3 separate regions of the Zea mays genome follow, and all the other regions are linked to region 2. The links are chromatin contacts, called in public Hi-C maps. All regions are on one chromosome and are shown on one strand. Each heading gives the region's core, a stretch centred on a gene start, on an enhancer-like site or on the middle of the called end of the contact. The rest is flanking DNA. Distances are from core to core; before and after follow the strand shown. Region 1 has its middle 7.2 kb from the start of LOC100277065. Region 2 has its middle 37 kb from the start of LOC100381684. Region 3 has its middle 42 kb from the start of TRNAW-CCA.

Evidence for each region. Hi-C and Micro-C count contacts between places; a contact is called where the count stands out from the background.
Region 1: a Hi-C map of tassel shows a contact between it and region 2, with 2.6 times the contacts expected there. The contact joins two enhancer-like sites. A contact is called at or near these places in 2 of 25 Hi-C or Micro-C datasets (ear and tassel).
Region 3: a Hi-C map of ear shows a contact between it and region 2, with 2.6 times the contacts expected there. The contact joins two enhancer-like sites. A contact is called at or near these places in 2 of 25 Hi-C or Micro-C datasets (ear and tassel).

The regions. Positions count from the first base shown.
Region 1 is chr1:95,275,755-95,279,123 of Zm-B73-REFERENCE-NAM-5.0, forward strand. No RefSeq gene overlaps it. Among protein-coding and RNA genes, the nearest start is that of LOC100277065, 7.2 kb to the right of the region's middle. Within about 2 kb of position 1,272, at least 18 of the 20 cell types and tissues checked have an H3K27ac peak or open chromatin away from gene starts, as enhancers often do. A contact at or near this core is called in ear and tassel, where this site is marked.
Region 2 is chr1:95,136,890-95,140,069 of Zm-B73-REFERENCE-NAM-5.0, forward strand. No RefSeq gene overlaps it. Among protein-coding and RNA genes, the nearest start is that of LOC100381684, 37 kb to the left of the region's middle. Within about 2 kb of position 1,777, at least 17 of the 20 cell types and tissues checked have an H3K27ac peak or open chromatin away from gene starts, as enhancers often do. A contact at or near this core is called in ear and tassel, where this site is marked.
Region 3 is chr1:95,338,694-95,342,084 of Zm-B73-REFERENCE-NAM-5.0, forward strand. No RefSeq gene overlaps it. Among protein-coding and RNA genes, the nearest start is that of TRNAW-CCA, 42 kb to the left of the region's middle. Within about 2 kb of position 1,893, at least 17 of the 20 cell types and tissues checked have an H3K27ac peak or open chromatin away from gene starts, as enhancers often do. A contact at or near this core is called in ear and tassel, where this site is marked.

The DNA of each region.
Region 1 (3,369 bases), core at 22-2,521, 140 kb after region 2:
AGATCCATCTTATCTGAAAAAGACTCTATCTTATCTTATCCTAACCACTTTACTTATCTCAGAGTAACAACCATGATCCAAACCAAAATTAATTAGACCTTATCTAGTCTAATTTAGTCATACAATCTAATCTAATATGATCCAATCTAAAGTAAGTTACTTAATATGTTAGTTAATCCCGGTGAAATAAATTAGACCCTACTCCTATAAACTGTTTTAACCTAAATGGGTGACTTAGATCAACTCGGCCATACACAACAACTTGACCTACATAATAGGTTACATAACCTATCCAACCAATCTAGAAGCAAACAACCAAACTAGATTCTCACCAATCTCATTTAACTCATAACCACCTACTAAACTAGCTGCTCTACCTACTAAATTGGGACCTACAAATGTTCCATAACTACAGGTCCATAAATCTGATGGTAACACCAAGAAGGAAGAGAAATCAACCACGTCAAGGAAGGATATAGAAGTCACAGTGGATCTCGAGATGAATCAAGAACTCAACACTTCGCCTAGAGTCTTTCTTGGCACAAAACAAAAAACTTTCTTACCCCTACTTATCCTTGCTTTAACCATATCTTGTTTTAAACCTAAAAGATACCCAAGCTTCCTTAAAAGCACATGTTAATTAATACTTAAATAAAATCCCTTCGATTTTTGAACTAATTAAGAAACAAAAAGGGTAAATCGTAAACCAAAACTGTTGCATTCCTTTTATTACTAATCTCGAGGACAAGATTATTTTAAGGGGGTAGGATTTGTAACACCCCAAAATATCATTTTGGGTAATTTAGAAAAAAAATATTCTAAAGTAAAAATAGTTATGTTTTGAAACAAGTGGTTAAATAAAAGATCCAAATATGAATGATTGACGTAGTAAACTATGTAGAATTAGTTAAACAATCTATTAGTAAAAGATTATGCATTAGAAAATCTTTTCTATCAAAATAGATGAATATGAACTTTTGAATATACTTTAAATTTGACTACAAATAATGTGTGTATATGTTGCATATTGGAGACATTCTTAAATAAATAAAGTATTTAATACTAAAATATAATTGCATTTCATGCTGAATTTTTGTATGTGCATTTGAACTAAAATCCTAAATTTGAATCTTGTGTAAAATTAGAAATTCCAAATAGTTCAAAAGAAAAATAGAAAACTGAAAAGAAAAAGGGGGAGGGGCAGACCTGCGCCTCGGCCCAAAACTCCCTGGCCGGCCCATTTGCTTTCCCCCACGACATCCCATCTTCTCTCCTGCGGTCCTGCCCTTGTTTTTCTCTATATGCCATTGACCGGTGGGCCCGACGCCGAAGGAGGGGGTTCTTCTTCCAGCTCGTTTGCCCTGCCGTAGATGCAAAGACAACCCGAGAAAACAAAGAATTCCCAGAAATTTGGGATTTCGGTTGAGATCCTAACCAACTCGGGTATAAAATCTGGTGCCTGGGGTGTTTTCTCGACCGTCATCTCAACGTCGCGCAAAGGGAGAGAAGGGACCCGAGTTGTCGCTGCATACCACCGTCCGCCAGGGGCCGCCACCATGGCTTCTCGCCGATGTGGCTGTTTGGGGCATACGCGGAGGCCTAGGAGCATCACTGAGTTCCTAGGGAGGGAATCATGGCTGCGTCTGGGAGTATTGTCAACCAGGCAGGGTGGAATCCCTCGACAGAGAATCGCCACCTCCAACAAGTCGCTACCCGTCGTGGCCAACAATTGTTGTTGTTCATATCGCAGGTAACGATATCCTAGCCGCTTGGCCTTAATGCCCTCTGCGTTTAGCACCTTCCAACGCGTTGAATGGGGCATTGGGGGCATGGATGGGCTGCCTCGCCGGCGAGCCACCGCCGTGGTGCATGCCCCACCGCCGTGTTCGGGTATTGAATGGAGGCGATGGCCGCTGGCCATTTATCGGCCAGTTGACGGCTCCGATTAGAAGTTGAGGAGATGGAGTTCTGGCCATCCATCCTAGATGTGCGGCCAAGATCCTGTCATGCGATGATTGAATCTGAACCGTAGAGCTGCATCGAAGTGGCTGGGAATCGTCGTGGTTGTGGTCGATTACCAGCCATTGATCTCTAATTGCGCAGTCGTCGATGGATACTGGTTCGGGTTTTTTTCATAACCATTGATCTCAGATCGTGTGGATCTGAGCACTCGCGTGTGTATAGGCTCTGCTGTGGCGGAATTGCATAAGAGACCTTGGATTCTTGTTCAATCAACCCGCCATCCTTTCTCCGTTGAAACTAATCACAAACCAATCCCAAGTATTTTCATATATGCCCCTAGAAGTTATTTCTAGTACAAAATAAATACTAAAATGGTTAGGAAACTTGTAAAATTCATATATGTTATGTTTTAACTCCAATTTGACCCATTCAAATTGTGTTAGCTTCGTAAGAATGTTTCCTATGTCTCTGTAACAATACTTTATCAAATAACATGGTTTCAAAAATAAATATTCATTTAACATATGCTTAATGGATTAAACCTTATAAACAAAGTTAATATATCCATAATAATAGTGTGACTAAAATATAACCTCTAGTCGAATTATAAACTAGATTAAAGATAAATTACTTATTTATTTGTCACAACCCTTCTGACTTATATTAATCAATAAAGAATAAAAGATTTACTATTTAACCACCTAAAACTTGAGAATATTATATCTTTTTAACCGTAACTTCGATTTTAGCCGTTCTCGAACATGCGCTCTTGTAGCATCGCGTATAACATTATTATGCAGTTTGTTCTTATGTTTGGTATGATGTTAATTTTGCCTATACCATGTTTGTTTTTATTGCTACGACTAGCAGTTAGGTTATGAGTCACTAGAAGAGCAAGTTGGTACCTGAGAATCTCAAGTCTAAGGCAAGTTGTGCCCTTGATCACTTTTCTTTGCCCAATAATGTTATTGTTAATCACTATGATATGCTCAGGTTAATCTGATGGGACCTAATCGGTTTCCCTAGACTTGTTTATCCCACACCTTGTTTACCACTAAACTTTTGGATAGGTTTGCTATTGCTCTACCTAGTTTTGGGATTAATATTACATTATGATCATGTTCCAATTATAATGTTGTTTAATTATTGTTCATGACAAGATCATTGTGTTAATTGGAACATGGAGCTTAACTTGATAAACACGTGCTACCACAAGGGTGGAATGGGACGCCCTCGGCTGACTAATTAAGAAAGCTAGTGGAGGACTACCGTACCCAAAAGGGGCAAAGGCAGTAGGGGAGTTGCATATAGGGAGGTTCTCGGGTCGATCATGCTGCATTGGCTTTTCAGATGAGGGATTCCTATATTGCCCTTCCTAGAAACTATAGCGGGTTTTCTGAAGCTAGT
Region 2 (3,180 bases), core at 527-3,026:
GAATCGAGGGGATTGAGGGGATTGAGGGGATTTCAATCACTAGTAAGTTAAAATCTCTCTCAATCTGTATTAATCCATTCCAATTTATATGGATTGAAAATAACCGAATAAGCCCTTAGGGGTGAAAAAGGCACGGTACCCGGATCGGGTACCAGATACGGGTAGTGAAATAACCCGATTTTTCGAATATAGATACGGGTATTTTTGTTGTCGGGACGGATACGAATACTACACGAATAATGTACAGCCAGATACAGATAGGATACAGAGTCACTATTATCCGGTAACAACCCGCGAACCTCGGTTCGGATACGGGTATCGGATGATCGGGTACCCGGGTACTCACCTAGCGGGCACCTTGCTATTTTGGCCGGTTGCGGTCTCCACTGTCATGCGCCATGCGGATGAAGCTGGCTTACGGCTCATTAGCCCAAGCTCAGTGTTTGGTTGGTTAGCTTTGGCCTACTAGCACTACGACAGTGACAATCGAAATTCTGAGAACCAGCTTGCTACCATATACTGCTAGTAGTAGCCAAATACTACGTGACATTTTTGTACGTACATGACATTTTTGTCCTTTGGGCACATCTATCGACTTCATTGCTTAGTTTCCCATAATCAGAAATAGGGTATACGTTTACTGCAGAAAATGATATGTCACATGCTAAGAAATGGATTTGTAAGAGCAACGCTGTCAGATTTATGCATTATCTTACTAGTGTTATCCAGATAACTATGATAAAATTTATTGGAGAAGTGGGAATCAAAATCCTCCAACACAACTCCAGAAGTTGATGTGTTCTACATTTGTTAATTGGTAACGTATCATGGTAATATAATGCGTCATGAGCAGAAGTCTTCAAGGGAAATAAAGAATGAAAGAATGTTATGGATGTACAAGAGAAAAAAGTTCCTCAAGCGAAGGAAGCAGCTATAAATCACGTATACTTGTAGATTATGTTTTTTCAAATTATGTTGTCGATTCTATAATATCCTTATTCATTTACATAATTATGTATTTCTTATTTTATTTGTTTGTTGGATGGTTGGTCAATTAATATTATTGGGACGAACTACCCGATAAATATCTGTTATCTACCCGAGTGATATCCGATACCCGTTTATTACCCGTCCGAATTATTAGCCGGTTCCGTCTTATATTCGTCTCGAATTTTAACTATCCGTATCCGGTCTCGTATCCGAGACAAATACATTGGAGGAGAATACGAGATGACCCTGTATTCTTTTTGAGTGGGCCGGTCCGCGTAAACTATGGAAATCCTGCCCACCCATGACTTGCACAAATGGGCTGAACGTCATAGAAGCCCACTTAAAGCCCCAAGCCTGGGAGTACGACTTATGTAGTATTCCACCAGATCGAAGATGACTGTCATTTGGTACGCGCAGCCATGTTTGGCCCATGGAAACACCCGTGAAAAACAACAAGCCTACAGCGGCCCGTTGCCAGTTATGTCTTTCGCCTCTCTCTCTAAACCGGTCAACCCTACCACGGAAGAATCTGATGGGCCTACGCTGCGTACTCTAACCGTCAATGCATTTTCTTTAAATTCTGCCATCTCCGTTCCAAACTACAAACTACAACTTGTTTTGAATTTTCTTTTCAAATACGTATTGTTGGTAACCAAAATGTGACCGAAACCATTGAAGATGGATTGGAAAATTATGTGTGAACAAAAATTATTGAATCCATGGGCCCATCCGTCAGTGGGTCCATGGGCCCGTGCGGTGGCCGTGACTGAAGTGTGGGATCCTTATGGTGGCGTACAAGAGCGGGGAGCATGTGGATGAGGGTAAGGCTTGTTAAGTTTAGGGTTATATGGGTAAATACCTGCTTTGCTCCTAAGGGGTCTCACATCTTTATATAAGAAACATCTTTATATAAGAAACCTGTATACTCTCTCATAATACAAAAAAGAGAAAGAGGCCAGAGGCCCAACCCTATACCCGGTGTCTCGTGTGTTTCCTCTATCGTGCTTATGGGAAGGGAGACGGGTCTTCTACAGCTTCTCGCGCCTCTACTGCTGACGGGAGGGAAGGGAGCGGATCTGGTGATCCGTGGTGACGTAGTTCTCAACACGTTATCAGCACGCTCTACCTCGATGTCGCTGCGGGATCAGATCTGCATCAACTCTCGTTAAGCCGGCAGGTCTTACGGCCTAGCCGAACTGTCCTACGCGACAGTCTTCGATTCTCTATCTACGCAAACAAACGGTATGTTTACTGATTGATCAGTTAGTTGTGCACGTGCTGTAATTTGTGTGCGACGAACTGCCATCGCCGTAGTGGTGCTCCGCTCATCGGGACCGCACTGCGCTAGCAGCCGTGCCTCGACTATGCCAGAGCCGTATCGGGGCCACACCCGAACAAGAGCATTCTATAAGATCCGGTTGCTCGGCGGCGTCGCTCGGCGCATCAGGTCGCTGGCTCCACGCGCATTTTTTGGATCTAGGAGACATGCACGCAGTTGCAGCCGCGAGACTTTCTCCTTGCCGTTGCTGACCTGCTGACCCGCGCACGTCTCCATACACATATGCATGATGCCATGCATCCCCTGCCGCATGAGTCAAACTAGGAAAAGATGCATGCGGCTAAGAAAACAATCATGCGTTGAGTATTTCATGTAAGTGACCGGTTGAGAAACAAAATAATTAAGCATGTTTTTTTATCTTAATCAGTTATTTTTCTATCGCAAATAATTAGTAGAAAAATACATGCTTGAATATGGTAAAATGATAGTTACACGTGATGTGTTATGCTCATGCATTAATTTTGGTGTTCGTTTTTTGCATTAATAATTATTTCCCGTAGTAAATAATTAGCAGAAAATTATTAAAATGGGTGTGCAGACTATACTGCGCAGACTAAAATCGCTCTAAATATTTATGATGTGTTGAGCTTTTGGACTCACGTTGAGCGATTAAATTGTATAGTGGGTACTCTGACATGTCGATCAGACTACGTTATTAATCGACCGAGTTATGGCATTGGCTGAGTATTGGCTGCACCCTGGCAACACGACACAGTATTTGTGTTGTACGAACTTGGCTGTGTCATGTGATTACTATGTCACACTCTCATTTAATCGGACCGCTCCCGTTGAGTCGAACCGCAATCGTCGAGTCACACATTTTTCGCAACCCTGTAGGAACTATCCGTCTG
Region 3 (3,391 bases), core at 643-3,142, 200 kb after region 2:
TTAAGGGCTAGTTTAGTAACTTCATTTTTTCAAGCGACCAAATTAAAATCCCTTGAAAAAATTGAGTTATCAAAATAGCCTTAAGAGTCTTTTTCTTTCGAATGTCTAAAAAATAAAAAAATACTCATCCAGTAACTATTTCTTTTGTTTTTATCATGTGTGTTGCAGGGTTAATAACCTAGATAGATTTCTAACAGAACATGCGGGTGTTTGAAGAAGCAAGTTTCGGACGACCATGGTGCACGTGCTTCGGACGAAGCATAATATAAACAACCTTTGAGGTCTAAGGAGCTAAACCGAGAGAAGGAGAAGGACAACCTTACCTCTGGCATGTACAATAGTTTGAATGTATAGGGATTAAGGATATAATTGTAAATTCGTCTGAAACATATCTCGAGCATATAAAAAGAGGAACAGTGTTATGCGTTGGAGACACTTTTTGGACGGGTGAAACTCATTTTTTTCTCTCTATACGAAGCTATAACTTATGTACTCCCTTGTACCCCCTCGTTGTAATTTTTACGAAGATGAACGTATATGTTCAATCTTTGAATTCATATAATAAGGAAGAGGGATTTCAACACATTCTGTCTTAAACCAAACCTACATAAGCAATTTCTTGTAATCATTGTATTTTGTTTAATTTCCTGTTTCATTATTTAATTTCTTGTAATCATTGTATTTTGTTTTTGTCTATGTTTGAATGACCCACTTACATAAGCAAATTTTTATCTTCATCCTTTCATTTTATCTTCTCTCCAAGAATGATAAAAGGGGATGACTATGAAGGTTGACCTGTTTATTTGTGTTGTCTTGATTTTTAATACATTTACGGGATTGAAATCAAGTGACTAACAGACACGGTCTTCAAAATTTAACTTTGACCAATGTTTTTCTATTAAAATACAATAAGCTCTTAATATATTTATACTTTTACAAAAGTATTTTTAAGACAAATCAGTGCTTAAATATTAGATTCCAAAACTAAATAACAAATTAGTTATTTGTAGTCAAAATTTTATAAATTTGATTTCAATTTATCTAAAACGTTAAGTAATAGTACAGCGGAGTTAGTATAGGTTTTCTAGTTCTGTTCCTAGCAGCACTATTTGATCGCAGCAGCAGGTTCCTTTTTGAAATTTACTGCCAGTAAAATAACCAATGGAAACGGCACTAGCCAGCCTGACACTCCGCTTTTGACCATCACCTCGCTTTGCAGGCAAGCGACGTGAACCATCATCGGCTACGGCTATGCATGTCTTGTCTGCAGAGAGGAGGACCAGCGTCTCCAGCTAGGCATCCAATCACACCATGATCCATGAACATACGCACTGGACTGTTTGGATAACATCCGAGATGATTCTTACTGATGTTTAATTTTCTGCTACAACTTAGCCGACTTTTATATTTGACACGCTAAGCTAGTTTAGAAACCACGTTTTTTCGAGTGAATTTTATTTTCATTGAGGAAATTAGTTCATTTTCTCTTGAAAAAATAGAAATCTGATGGAAAAATAGAGTTCCCAAATTAACTCTAAAAGTATGACATTTCTTCTTTTTTTCAACTCTTGCTGGATAAACAAAATCTCTAGTACAGTAAATTCTGTCGTAAACAAAACAAGCTCTCCAAACCTAGGGCCTGTTTATTCGTGGCTAACTATACCACACTTTGCCTAAGGTTAGTCGTTCAAATTGAAGAACTAATCTTATGCAGAAAAGTTAGGCAAAATGTGACAAATTAGGTAGGGAACCAAACATGCCTCTAACCGCGGGCAGCGGCGGCCTTCGTCGTCATGGTGGACAGCAACGCACGGGTCGGGCCAAGATAGCGTGGCAGGTCCGAGCAGGGCCTGCTTCACGATGGGCCTTGCCACCTCGGCACAATCCGCCCACTTCATAAAAACGTGGCGCGTCTGGGCGCCCATTGGGCCTTATCCCTAGGCAGAAACAACGCTGTGGAGCTCACGCAGTCGCACAGCGCCGTGTACGGCGGAAGACCGCGTGTTGGCCCACGTACGTATATATATGAGATAGCAACTCAACTGTAGAGATGCATGAATGCGCGTACAGACAGGAAAGAGAGAAACACGCTAATAGGTTAATGGTCCACGGTTGCCACAGAAAGATTCTGTGTCTTTTTCACCCTTTATTTCCGAAAGAGGAAACGGAGATGCATTTCGCCTTGGATGCATTGCATGCATGCATGGGAGCCATTGATGTGGAGTAACGACGGGGACGCCTCAATCAAAGCAAGACGTGTGGACATGGACGAGTAATTGTCAAAATTTTGTTGTTGTTGTTGTCGTCGACCGGCTCCTTTTGCCCTTGTCACTCGGAGACGGAGCACGGGAGCAGAGCGTGGCTTCATTTGCTGGTCTAGATCTGGACGCTACAATAATTTCTGACATCATCCAACAAAATAAAACTTGCTTACAACTATTTATTTTTGGCAAATGAAATACCACTGACGTACTGGCATATAGTTCGTACTAACGCTACAATCTCACGAAGAGGAGCGAAGAGACCAACAACGACAACGGTCAGGGGCGACGCCATATACACTTTGCCCGGTGGAGTGGCAAAAAAATATTTTCTATTAGCCAAATATATTTTGACCATATATTTCTAAGATCTTGTGTATATTCTTAATGTGTGCAATGTGGTGAAAGTGACATTGGCTTCGCCCCTGACAACGGTGGCACAAGGAGAGAGGTTGACAACGGCGGCGCTGAGGGTGGGCGGAGGGGTGGCTGCCCTGCCCCCGATTTCAAAGGGCCTAACCCTAGATATATACTTATATTGGCTAGACTATCTATTTATAGTCTATTAGTTCAGCGGTAAAGTGTCGAAAAATTGTCAACCACGATCCATATCCTGATCATATTTAAATATGATAGAAGAAATTTTTAAGGTAATAATATGTACTTTTTTATTTTTTTATTTGAGGTAAATATTTTTATATGTATATTGAGTGAAATGCCTATACATTAAACTTGTCTTGGGCCCCTAAAATCTCATGGGCGCCACCAGAGGGGAGGAGGCGACATGACACGATGGAGGCTGGGGGCGGCCGGGTCGTCGTAGGGGAAGGGGAGGGACGAGGGAGAAAGGATGATCCAAATAATATTGGTCATGTTTGTTTTAGTTTTTCGGCTTCTGGCCACCAGAAACGCTCAGCTTTACAACCAGCTTCTATAAGAATCACTTTAGTCAAAACCGTCCGAAATCAACGTGAACACAAAATTGACCGAGTCGTTGCGATAGTACGAAATCGCCATTTTCTACATCCTAAACCGTATGGACTATTTTATCTTTCTGCAAACGTAATCTCCACGATACTCATATTCTATCTACAACCAGATTCTCCCCATAGCCAGATTCTCAGAAAATA